Regions from separate parts of the Zea mays genome. Here region 2 is linked to region 1. The links are chromatin contacts, called in public Hi-C maps. All regions are on one chromosome and are shown on one strand. Each heading gives the region's core, a stretch centred on a gene start, on an enhancer-like site or on the middle of the called end of the contact. The rest is flanking DNA. Distances are from core to core; before and after follow the strand shown.

Region 1 (6,410 bases), core at 2,370-4,869:
AGAAGACTGTTGGCGTGGACCGAAATCTTCGTGGAACTGAACATGTTGGGACTATTTGGTTCTCTTTCCTAATAAGTGTGGTTCACATCTTAGAGACTGTTTGGCAACAATATTTTTTTAAAACTATAATTTTATAATACTATACTTTGCAATTGTTACAATCATACAATTGTTACAATCATACCAAACATTCTCAAGGCAAAATGGCTGGATTAGATTCTTACACTTGTGACAATTGCATTCTTTAGCAGGAAGAAATAGTTGGGCACACTCTTCTTCAGATGTAACTTCGCCAAAGCTTGTTGGAACTCCATCAGTCTCTCACCTCCCCGCACCATTTACCACCTCCGAGCCATTTCTAGTCTTAAGAGACAACTCTCAATTACCTGCATTATGGAAATTCTGATTCTGATAATGTAATCCCCTTCTCTATCTCTCTTATTCGTTTCCTCTTGTGCAGCCTGAACTTTTTTCCTCTTAATATATTTTCAGTAGAGATCTTCCCTATTGTTTCTTTAAAAAATACTACGGTTTTGAAAAACATTGTTTGAATACAATATTATAAACTATAATATTTAGACAAAAGTTTGTCATGCCATTAAAACTGTGGGTTATAGTAAAGTTTTTGATACTCTAAAAATATCGTGGTACCTAGAATAACATGGTTTTGAAAGCATAGATTTTTAAAAATACAACCAAACACCTTATGACATAAAATATAATAATGGTATTGTCTAGAAACTATAAAAATACTTTATTTCTAAATAATCCCTTAGATAGTTAGATGCATACCCCCATTGGCCAGGCTCACACAATGCAAAAAAAAACTTTTTTGTTAGGTTATATTTGCGTTAGACGTTATGCGGAGCGCTCAGAGTCAGACGGCATCATGTTATCGAAACACAACATCTACTGAAGTTAAGAGATATACCAATATACAGCTGAGCAGATAGCAGGTAGGCTCACCATAAAAAGTTTGCAACAGCTTGTTAGGGAAAAAAAACCTATCAAGACAACTAAATCCAAATAAACCACTCCCCAATGTGCAAGAATAAGTTTCAGAGTAATATCAAAGCTGAAATACAAGCAGCTGGATCCACTATGCCAATACCTGTGTCAGAGCAAAATATAGCATGCGATTCTCGAAGGAAAGCTAGCTTTCAAGGGGGTTTCAATTTTGAAATCCAGAACTCTGAGACAAGTTCTAAGACGAAATATTTCACACTCCTCTATATACTAACTGTGAAATGCACAATCTCATTGAAAAATATGCAATCTTGCATATTAGAACTTCTCATTGAAAAATATGCAATCTTGCATATTAAAACTAGGAAACATGCAAGATCTCACATACGAAATGAATTATCTGACGCAACTTCATTTTGTCTTGTAAAAAAAAACAAAAGTTAGCAATGGCTCGTGCCCAATATATGAACCATGACCAACTGACCCAGTTTTAAGAACCTAGATGGCAACAACCTCAACAATTATTTTTCAATATATACATACTTATTTATTCAGTAGGGGTTTCCCCTTCCTGTTCCTTTTTCCTAAAAAAGAACCTGACTGATTCCATAGGCATTGGCAATGTCATGGGCAGTCAGCTAGACCAGTAGTATGAGAGCATTAGGGGGGGGGGGGGGGCTTTATTTTAAAAAGGAACCTTAGTTACCTGATTGATTCCATAGACATTGACTATGTCATGAGCAGTCGGCTAGGCCTGGTAGTACAAGAGGCCCATTAAGGTTATGGTTAAAGGTAAGACTAATCATCTTGCTTAGAAGTCAAGTAAACCTCTCCATCTATACAAGGTGGAGATAAATAAAATAGAGGCAAGAAAACAAATGATATATTATCCCAGTCCCCTTCTCCTATCCCTGCTCTTGTGGTCTGGCTGCCGCCTATCAGCTGGTTGATTTTGGGCTGCTTGAGCGAAGACCATCCAGAAAAAGAAACATGGAATGGCATGAAAATGGAAGTGGCTCTACCCGGAAATGCTGTTCAACAATTTTGTAATAATATACTAAAAAACATCAAAGCAGGTATTGTAGGTGTGTAAGCTCACTGTATGCGCCACAACTTATGATCAGTGGCAATAATACATGTTTAAAGCCACGTCAATTTATTTTAATTTGATCTTAGCATCCACTCAATTCTGATTTCTGAATAAAACTTCAAGAAGCAAATGAAGCTGGGGTTGACGGATTCCAATCCATTGACTCAGAACAAAAAGTTGTGGATGAAGCTTGTTACCAAAAGCCTTTCAATACCAAGGAATAACAGCAATTGTTAAACACTATGATACAGCCTAACAGAAGCCAGGACAGATTTCCAATGTTTAATGTTGGCGTTGTAAGTGTTTTTTTATTAATAAGCTGAAAAAACAGTGCAGCGAGTTTTGTTGTGTCCTGACTCCTGAGCTCAATTCATAACCCTGCATGGTGATGCTTATGGCAATTAGAACTAGGCATGCACTCCCAATTTTGTTATCTCCCAAGCTCAATTCAAACCCTACTATCAGTGACTGTTATGCTACTTGGAAACAATGGTGATGCTTATGGCAACTAGAACTAGGCATGCTCTCAGTTTTGAGCTCTGAACCAAATTTCTAGTAGACAGTGTAACTATGCAAATTCTGATTTGATGAATGATGAAAAAGTTTCTGTGAAGCAGATTTAAAACTACCCTGCAATACCAAATTTGCATACTGATGCAATGCTTCCAAAAAAATGTGCCTATGCTAATGTGATATTTCCACTTCGACACCAAATAATCAAGCATCTATGAATTGTCATCACTAGCCGGTTAAATTGATGACAAATGGAAACTTTCAACACAATATGTTAACTAACCACAAATTCTATAAAGCAAATAACTCACAGCCTACACAATTCGACAAACAGATATAGGCATTTAACAACCTATAACAAGTCATCGAGTAACAGAGACAGAATGATAACAAAGGAAGGTTCATTAGATCATACAGATGGAGCCAAAATAACAACAAAGACGCGGAAGAACACATGCACAGTGATCCACGAACCATGGGGCACAAAGGTACTTATATTGATCCCTGTGCATGTGCATCCACGAACCATAGGCCACAAAGGTAATGTTGATCCCTAAACATCTTCAGATTGCCCAAACGAGTCTGAATCGATGCGCTAATTAAGAGACCCCATCACGGTATCGACATAACACGATTCGCGATCCACGAACAACATCCGTTACCGAACCGGGCGGCAGTTCCCTCAGGCGAGGTCGTCGTCGTCGAAATCGGCGCCGTCGAAGCTGTTGAAGAACCCGGAAAAGGGGAGGGGCCCGCGGGCATCGCCAGCGCCGCCGCGGGCCGCGCGGTGCGGGGCGAAGAACATCTCGCCTTCCCCGTCCTCCTCGTCGAGGAACCCGGCCCCCGCAGCGCTGAGCGGCGAGTCGTCGATGTCCATGAGCGTCGAGATGGCGTCGTCCTCCATGGAGTGGGCGGCGGGGAAGTGACTAGGGTTCTGGCCGTGGTGCGGGGGCGGTTGGTGGCGAGGGTGGAGCTGGTGTTGGGCGGTCTGGGGTTAGCTGATATTTCCGGGTAGGGTAATTCAGGTAATTAGAAATTTGAGTAATAAAATTATGATTCGAAATATCTTCAGGAACTTGAAGCACAGCCTTAAAGGGAGAAAATGCAGACGAGATCTCTCGTTCGTTCAGCTAGCAGCAACTACAGGCCGAACCACAAGACAAACGAGAAATATGGAATTATGCCATTATGGAACGTGGGATTCGCCCGAATGCCATTATGTGCAAGAGCTTCGCTAGTGCACCATCCTCACACGTTGTTTACCGACAAAATGCCATTTATCACCTATTCGATGCATAAACAGAGGAGAGGGCACTTGCTTGGACCTTTTTGCCCCTGCTCCAAATCAAGACGTGGCTGACACCTTTGCTAGCATCTCACATTCGCTGGACCCGTTCACTCCTCCCGTTCCTCAACGGCGGCGGGAGCCGCTGCTGCGATTCCTTCGGCCGCTCCTCCCGTTCACTCTGCTCCTCCCCTGCCGCCGCTTAGATTGGTGCTCCTCCGTCGCCCTCGCTCGGTATTTCGCCACCGCCGTTGTGCTCAGAAGTCTGCCGCCGCCGTTCAGATTGCTCCTCCTCCGTCGGCAGTGGAGTCTCCATCCCAAGACAGCAACGCAACACAGTATAGGTGAGTAGATCCAGGACATCGCTGCTGCCCAGTAATTTATTCTTGCATTTTTTTTCAATCAGTTCAACAAATTACAGTACATCTCTGTAACCCTAGGTTACAGTGAAATCTCGCGTGCAGTTGGGGACAGTGGCTAGATGGAGTATAGTTGGAATGATTGTATGTACGGGTATGCTTCTACATGTACTAACTTTTTTTTGGAATCGAGCTGAGTGGAGAATAGAGCAGTGTAATTTCCCTAACCTTGTCCCCTTTGAATCCATTTTATATTTTATATTTTCAGCCTTGATGATGAGACCCCGCTTAGCTTAGCAATGGTAGTATATCCTGGTTCTCACTCTGAAGCTGTTATTGACTGGGATGCCCTACAAATTGTTGAGAACCAAGATGAGAAAGGTAGGATAGAAATCGTTGACGATGACAAAATGTATGAGTTGATTGGGTTGAGAGCTGAGGATGAAGCTGCTGAGAAGGTGGCTGAAGCTTTTAAGAGACATGATAATGGACCTACTAGTTATTGTGAAGATGAAACTCTTGGAGCAGCCATCCCTGTTACTGATGAAATTCCAGGAGAAAGGGTGATGGTGCATGACCCAGACAATCCTTGTATGGATATTGGAACAGTGTACTCCAGCATGCGTGAGTTCAGGCTAGCTGTGAGACAGTTCGCTATCAACGAAGAGTTTGAGCTAAACATCTATAAAACTGACCCAAGTCGATTTATTGGTTATTGCAAAGGAGAAGGTTGCCGTTGGCATATTGTGGGACGTAGACAGCATGATGGGAATACTGTTATGGTATAGTCTTTTGAGCCTATGCTTGCTTATATGTACATTTCCTATTTTTCATATGATATTGTTTACATGGTTACTGACTGAGATTCCCATTTGAAGGTAACAGTCTTAATTGAGGCCCACAATTGTACTTCTAGTGCTCGAAGGAAGACCACAACACCTACTAGTGCTTGGGTAGCATCAAAGGCTATCCATCATCTCAAGAAGGAGTCAAACATGGGCCCAAAGGAGTTGCGAAAAAGGTTGGAGGAGAAATATAAGTGTGAAATTCACTATGACACGGTTTGGAAAGGGAGGCAATTGGCTCTAAGAGAGTTACATGGCAGCTGGGAAGAGAGTTTTCAGATGCTATTCAATTGGAGGGCAGAGGTGTTGACTCGATCTCCGGGGAGTGTTATTGAGATTGACATTAAGGAGGTAGATGGCAAGATATACTTCCATAGATTGCATTAGGCCCTTGCATTCAAGGATTCTTGGAGGGATGTAGGCCATACCTTAGCATAGACTCTACTGCACTTAATAGTAGATGGAATGGGCATATGGCTGCAACCACGACTATTGATGGTCACAATTGGATGTATCCACTTGCATTTGGATTCATAGATGGTGAAACTGATGATAATTGGGTATGGTTCATGAGCCAACTAAAAAAGGCAATAGGAGATCTTCCTTTGCTTGCTGTTTGTACAGATGCATGCAAAGGGTTAGAAAAGGCAGTTAAGCATGTGTTTCCTCAGGCTGACCAAAGGGAATGCTTTAGGCATCTCATGCAGAATTTCATTAAGAGGTTTGGAGGTGACATATTCTCTAAGATGTACCCTACAGCTAGGGCATATAGGCCCGAAGTCTCACATTACTTTTTCAATCAAATTGTGGAAGCTTCCCCAGATGTGAAGAAATGGCTAGATACTTACCACAAGCTTAAATGGAGGAGGAGTGAGTTTAACCCTGCCATCAAGTGTGATTATGTCACCAACAATCTAGCTGAAGTATTCAACAACTGGATTAAAGATTGGAAGGATCTTCCTGTTGTTGAGCTTGCAGACAAGTGTAGGGAGATGATTATGGTGTTGTGGGAAAAAAGGAGGAGAATTGGAGACAAGCTTACTGGCAAGATCTTGCCTGCAGTTTTACAACAGTTAAAGGCAAGGACTAGAGGCCTAGGGCATCTATCTGTGACAAAGGCTGGTTACTTCTCTGCACAAGTTGAGGACAGCACAAACACACATAACAGACATGTAGTAAAGTCATATTTGCATGAGTGTACATGCCTCGAGTGGCAGCACACCGGCAAACCATGCCCACATGCATTGGCCCTGATTACAACACAAGAGAGTGTAGATGTGGAATTGGAGGATTTTGTGCATGAGTACTACTCAGTACAGAGGTTCAAAAATGCATATAAGAGAATAATTGAG
Region 2 (6,410 bases), core at 2,783-5,282, 140 kb before region 1:
CCAACTAAGTTTTAACAACATTTTGCATCTAAATGGAATGAACAGCAAGAGCATGCACATGCTTCTATGTATATTGATGCGTTGGTTGTGGTTACTGTCATTCAGAGCCACTCACTGCCATCACATAAGCATAACGAACGGCTGAATCTAGGTTGTAGTAGATTGATGTTTAGAATGCCCAAGATATGCTAGTTATGGAATAAACATAATTTAGTTTTTCAATAGAAACATTACATATTTTACAGGCGCTAGTACTAAATTCAGTTTTCACTTGTCCAAAGACCCCCCTACACGATGGCCACCACAGAGCCACGCCGCGCGCTAGGCGTAGGAGGAGGACCACGTTTGGAGATGCCAACAGCCAGCTCCCGGTAGCCTCGGCCGGCACGCATGTCGTCGAGCCGTCTACATGCCACAGAACAAGCATGACACGTCGGAGTGCCGCACCACGCATGCTAGAGACTTTGCAGATGCAGAGGAACGCGCGCCGGAGACACTTCAGACAATCCTTCACAGCCGGAGATCCATCTGCCCGAACGTCAGAGAGCTGTCGTGCGCCGGAGATCTGCCCGCGAGCGCCGGAGGCAGGGACGGTCGCGTGCCATAGACAGCGACGCCCACAGCGGAGACAGGGACGCCCACAGCCGGGCTTTGGGGAGGTGTGTTGCCAAGGAAGTTGCGGCCCGAGATAGGGACGACCGCACACACCGGAGACGTACCGGAGACAGGGACAACCACGCCGGATTTGGGGAGGTGCGCCACCAAGGAAGATGTCTCTGGCGGCGGCGGTGTCAGCAGACTCACGGTTTCAATTCAGGAACTGAAGACTGGATGAAGGGGAAAGAGAGCGGGCCCACTTGTCAGAGCAATGGGTCCACCTGTAAGGCAACTAACGGACGGAATGTCCTCCGTGAGGTGAGTTCTGAGCGTAAGTTGAAGACAGGAGGGGAAAACTGAGTAGAGGATTTAGTCAGGGGTAGAATTGAGGAGGATGGTCACACTAGTGGGTGAATCGTAAAAATCCCTAGAAACATCTCATCTCATCTCATCAGTAGGAAGAACAAACTAAACAACAAGCTCTGCAACCTGGAGGGATGTACCCGATGGTGCCCTTGATCCCGACGCTCCAAGTGCTGCTTCCTCCCGCCGACTCGCTCACCATCTTGTTACGGATGAACCGTGCGAGGCCAAAGTCCGCCACGCGCGCGACCATGTCGCCGTCAAGGAGGACGTTGCTCGGCTTCAGGTCACAGTGCACGACGGGCGCCTGGCCGTGGTGGTGCAGGTAGTCGAGAGCCGCCGCGACGTCGAGCGCGATGTCCACCCTCTGCGTCACGGTCAGCCTCCTCCTCCTCCTCGGCGCCCCATCCTGTGGATCTTGCCTATGGTGGTGGTGTAGCCACACGTCGAGGTCCCCGTTCGGCATGAACTCGTAGACCAACGCCTTGAAGTCGTTTCCCTGGTGGCCAACGCTGGAGCAGGCGGTGACGACCTTGACAAGATTCCGGTGGCGAACGCTTCTCAGGGCACGGCATTCGGCCAGGAAACTGTGCTCGGCTCCATGCTGCCGGAGGTCAATGACCTTGATCGCGACTTCAACTTGCCGCGCACCTGGGCTCAGGAGGATCCCTCTATAAACGGACCCGAAGCTTCCCACGCCTATGAGATTACTCGGGGAGAACTGGTCAGTCGCCTTCTGTATCTCCTCGAACGAGACCTGCCAATGCTGGTCCTCCGCCAAAGGGAGATTGGCAGGGGCCCTTTTCCGCCGCCTCATGACCAACAGGAGAAGACCACAAAAGGCAAGGAGAAGCAAAGATGTAGAACCAACAACAGTGCCTATTATCACTGCTAGTCTCCTTGGCCTCCTGTTGTCAGCGTCGTCGGGCTCTTCGTCTTCGACAGTGGGGCATGGCGGAAGCTGCAGAGCTGTAACTCCCCCACAGACCTTGTTATTACCAGCCACGGAGAACGCGCTCGCGTTACCGAAGACGCCCGTTACCGGAACGGAGCCTTCGAACCTGTTGTACGACAGGTTCAGGTAGTTCAGGCTCGGCCAGTCGGCAAAGAACTTCGGAACAGGGCCAGATAAGTTGTTCCTCGCGACGTCCAGCTCTTGCATTCCTTGCAGTCCACTCAAGGACTGCGGGATGGCGCCTTGAAGAAGATTGTCGTTCAGCTGAAGCTGCGCTAGCTCCACGCACTTGCCTAGAGCTGCAGGAACGTCGCCGGATAGCTGGTTTACTGACAGATCCAGCAGCACTAGGTTCGTCAGTTTCCCGACCTCTGATGGGATCTGACCAGTGAGGGAGTTGTACGAGAGACCGAGGTAGCTGGTCAGAGAGGAGAGGCTGACGACCTCCGCTGGTATCGAGCCGGTAAGCTGGTTGAGCGACAGGACCAGGCTACCGATGTTCTGCAGCTTCCCCAGGCTCGTGGGTATGGGTCCCTGCAGGCTGTTCTTGAACAGATAAAGTATGGAGAGGTTTGTCAGGTTCCCCAGCGCAGGAGGGATTCCCCCGGAGATGTTGTTCTCGGACAAGTCTAGAACTCCTAGGCTGTGAAGCTCCCCGATCGATGGCGGGATGCTGCCCGTCAGCAAGTTACCCCTGAGAGTGAGTATGGTGAGGCTCGAAAGCTTCCGGATATCCGTAGGAATCGCTCCGTGGAATCCGTTGTGTGATAGATGAAGCTTCTGCATCGTGCTGGAGAGGTTGACGATGGAAGGCGGGAGCACGCCTCGGAAGCTGTTGGAGTCAAGGGACAGGTAGAACAGCTTGCTGCAGTTGGACAAGGAGGCGATCAAGTCCCAGTCATCACTTCCCCACCACTCGTCCTCCAGCCGGTTGCTCTCCACTGTTAGCACCTCGAGATCCTTCAGGCTGCCTACTTCCAGCGGCAGGGCCCCTTCAAGCTGGTTGTCGCCGAGCTGTATGTACCTGAGCAGCGACGCGTTCCCTATGGATCGGGGGATTCGGCCGCGCAGCTGGCAGTCGTTGAGGATCAGGTTCTGGAGGTTTGGGAGGGTGGCACCGATATCAGACGGGAGAACGCCTGAAAGAGCCTTGTTGCCGGACAATTCGAAGGTGGCAACTGATGAGATGTTGAACAGGCTTGCTGGGATTGTGCCGCTGAGATGGTTGTAGGCTAAATCAAGGGAGCTGAGCGCCTGAGCCTTGTCAGCCGTCCTAGAGAGTCTGGTATTTGGCCACTGAGTCTGTTAGTGTCAGCAAACAAGTCGACGAGCGATGAGAGGTTACCGAGAGACGCCGGAACACTTCCTGAGAGATTGTTCAGGTACAGCCCCAGGTACGTGAGCCTCGAGAGCGAGCCGAGCGACTGCGGGATCGCACCGGAGAGCTGGTTGGAGCCGACGTCCAGGACCTCCAGCCTCTGCAGGTGGCTCAGGTTGGCTGGGATCTCGCCCACGAGGCTGTTGTACTCCAGCTGCAGGACCAGGAGCCTGGAGGCGCCGGCGAGGGATCCTGGAACCACGCCCTGCAGGGAGTTGTGCCGGAGGTCCAGGTACGAGAGGCGGGGCAAGAAGCCGAGCTCCCGGGGGATGTTGCCCGACAGGAAGTTGTGCGAGAGGTTGAGCGTGCCGAGGAACGTCAGGTTGGCGAGGAAAGGCGAGACGGTGAAGGTCAGGTTGGCGGACGCCAGCTCCAGCGAGGTGACGCGGCCAGGGCGCCGCCGGCGGGAGCGGCACCCCACGCCTCTCCAGCTGCAGACGCCGGCGGTCGTGTTGCCAGCGGCGGTCCATGAGGTCAGCACCCCGTGAGGGTCGCCGGTGACGAGGTCCTTGAAGGCGAGCAGAGCCTGCTGGTCGTCGGCCGTGGCGATCAGCAACGCCGCTGGTGGAGGAGAGGCAGTAGCAGAAGCAGCACCATGTGCGGCGGCGGTGGTGGTATGGCTGCTGCTCAGCATGGAAGCAGCAGCGAGGAGCAGCACGCACATGGATTTGGTCGCCTGGTAGGGGAGGGGGAGACACGCTCCAGCTCTTTCCGCCTCCATTCTTGCGTGCTGTTCAAGTTCAACCATGTTTGATCTTGACGACGTCTACATAATGTCCTTGTTCCTTAAAATCCAACCACCAGAGCTCAAAATATCTCGTGCAGTTGCGTGGTTGTGTCGAATCCTGCTGTAGGAGTTAAACGCCTCAACGCCCAACCGTAGGAGATCCGCCGACTCCATTCTCTAGAGTTAAGAGTCTAGACTAGACCAGGAAAGAACGAGTCTGAGGCTTTCGGTTTCATCACGCCAGTTATCAGGCGCACGCCACGTCGCCGCCTACCAAGGTGGCCTTTCCTCTCCTCTTCACGCCTTTTTCGACACTACGAAGATTGCAGATACAGATGTCCAGCTCCTGAACAAAAACGCCATTGAAAATGTGCTCCTCTCTGTACTCTTCTGAGTTCAGCTTTGTTACCGTAGCAGTCTGAGTCAACACTTTCACACAAAGTCCACTCTTGAACTGATCAGAAAATATCGTGAGTTATTATTTAACTCACTTATTTTGTTGTGGTTCGTTTTATCACTCAAGGTCGTTTGAACGTGACTTAAAATTTTATATTTTCAAATAAATATTTTGAATAAGACAAGTGGTTACAGTTTTTTTTAAAAGTCAACGCATGTAGTATTACTCTGTGGGTTGTGGTGAGAGTGTGGCCATGCTTCATTCACCAGACATACCGGCATGCCACGTGATGATTTTACCCGCGTGCCGCAGCCCAGACACGGCACGTCGACCTGGTAGCCGTGCCGGGCCGGATCGGTCCGTTAATCTATCCACGTTGTCTGATTAAATCAGAAAAATAGCAAAAAAAACGTGCGAAAGGGGGATTCAAACTCACAACCTCCTGGTCCAAGGCTGAAAAACACTACATGAAGGAGGCTAACAAGTAAAACTCTAGTGTGTTGGTTGTAAATACTAAATATAAAATATAATATATATATATATACACACTAAGTTTTGCAAAATAAAAATATAATCGTGTCGGTCCGGGTCAGCACTACGGGTCAAGTCAGCGGCCCAAACACGGCACGACTTTCATGCCGAGTCCAGCCCGACACTATTAAATGAGCCATGCTTTGGCCAACCCGTCAGTCACAGCTCATTTAATCATCTACTAGGTAGATGCCCGTGCGTTGCAACGGTATACAAAATATTCAACAAATTGTTAGTGCACAAAAAATAACACCACATATTTCAGTTGCACCAAAAAACGATACATTCCCCGCTTGCAAGGTTAGGGCCACATTTTCTTCCTACTTTGCACCTCAGCGAACAACAAAAACCAAAGAACCATACAGTCGATAGACGCACTTGCACACTTGAAGAAATAGTTAACCATGGCATGGAACTCATCAGTTATCCTCTTGTCAAACCTTTAGGAAATGCAAGCATGTTAGTCTAGGAAGAAATGTAGCTTACGCCAGGTAAACCTGCTGATTTTTTGGGAAATAGTTAACCATGGCATGGAACTCATCCCCACGAACAGAGAGCATTCCCCAACATCTCCCACCAGCAACCACAACATCTTCTTCCCCATCTCTCTGTCTCTCACGCTCAACAAGCCACGCTAAGAACTGGTGGTACCGGCCACCAGTCGGCCCTCCCTCTCTGGCAAAAATCACGGCGAGCAGCGGCCCAATCCTACCTTCTTCATTGATCGGCAGTTGAAAAGGGAGAGGGAGAAGTGTGCATATCACAGGAAGATTACCACACGACGACTGGAGACCACACTACAGGAAACACCTAAATTTTCGTGGGCCAAAAACCCACGAAAATAAGCCTAAACTGATGAAAATAGCATATTTTCGTCGGCAGGCCGACGAAAATAGCCGCCGAAAATAAGTTTGACGAAAATAGGCAACTATTTCCGTCGGTACCGACGAAAAAGACCTATTTTCGTCGGCTTTCCCAAGGCCGACGAAAATAGTTGGTCGACTGACTATTTTCGTGGGCCCGGTGGTGGCCGACGAAAATACGTGCCCAGGCTATTTTCGTTGGCCCGGTGGTGGCCGACGAAAATACATGCCCAGGCTATTTTCGTCGGCCCGGTGGTGGCCGACGAAAATATGTTCTCAGGATATTTTCGTCGGCCACCACCGAGGCCGACGAAAATTGATGGTTCCCCCCCCCCCAAAACAGATTTTTCTGCACTTTTTATTAATTCACAGCAAAATACACAATATCACAATTCACATATACAGATTCACAAGCAAAATACACAATTCACAAAACACATTCACATATACATAAATAGTCCATAGTCCATTCAAATAAGTCTAGAGTCCATAAGTCCATTGTCCATTCAAATACACAATTCACAAAACACACTCACTACTCACTACTCACTCCTCACTCCGGCGGGCTGTGGGAGTTTTGGCCACTCCCTCCTCCGCCA

Evidence for each region. Hi-C and Micro-C count contacts between places; a contact is called where the count stands out from the background.
Region 2: a Hi-C map of ear shows a contact between it and region 1, with 2.6 times the contacts expected there. The contact joins the promoter of LOC100216871 here to the promoter of LOC100278646 in region 1. A contact is called at or near these places in 2 of 25 Hi-C or Micro-C datasets (ear and leaf).

Annotation. Positions count from the first base shown.
Region 1 is chr4:146,388,440-146,394,849 of Zm-B73-REFERENCE-NAM-5.0, reverse strand. It overlaps LOC100278646, which reads right to left and starts at 3,619. Exons shown (of 1, transcript NM_001364472.1): 1 at 2,957-3,619. The coding sequence starts at 3,473. The coding sequence ends at 3,252.
Region 2 is chr4:146,532,382-146,538,791 of Zm-B73-REFERENCE-NAM-5.0, reverse strand. It overlaps LOC100216871, which reads right to left and starts at 4,032. Exons shown (of 2, transcript NM_001143260.1): 1 at 3,261-4,032. The coding sequence starts at 4,014.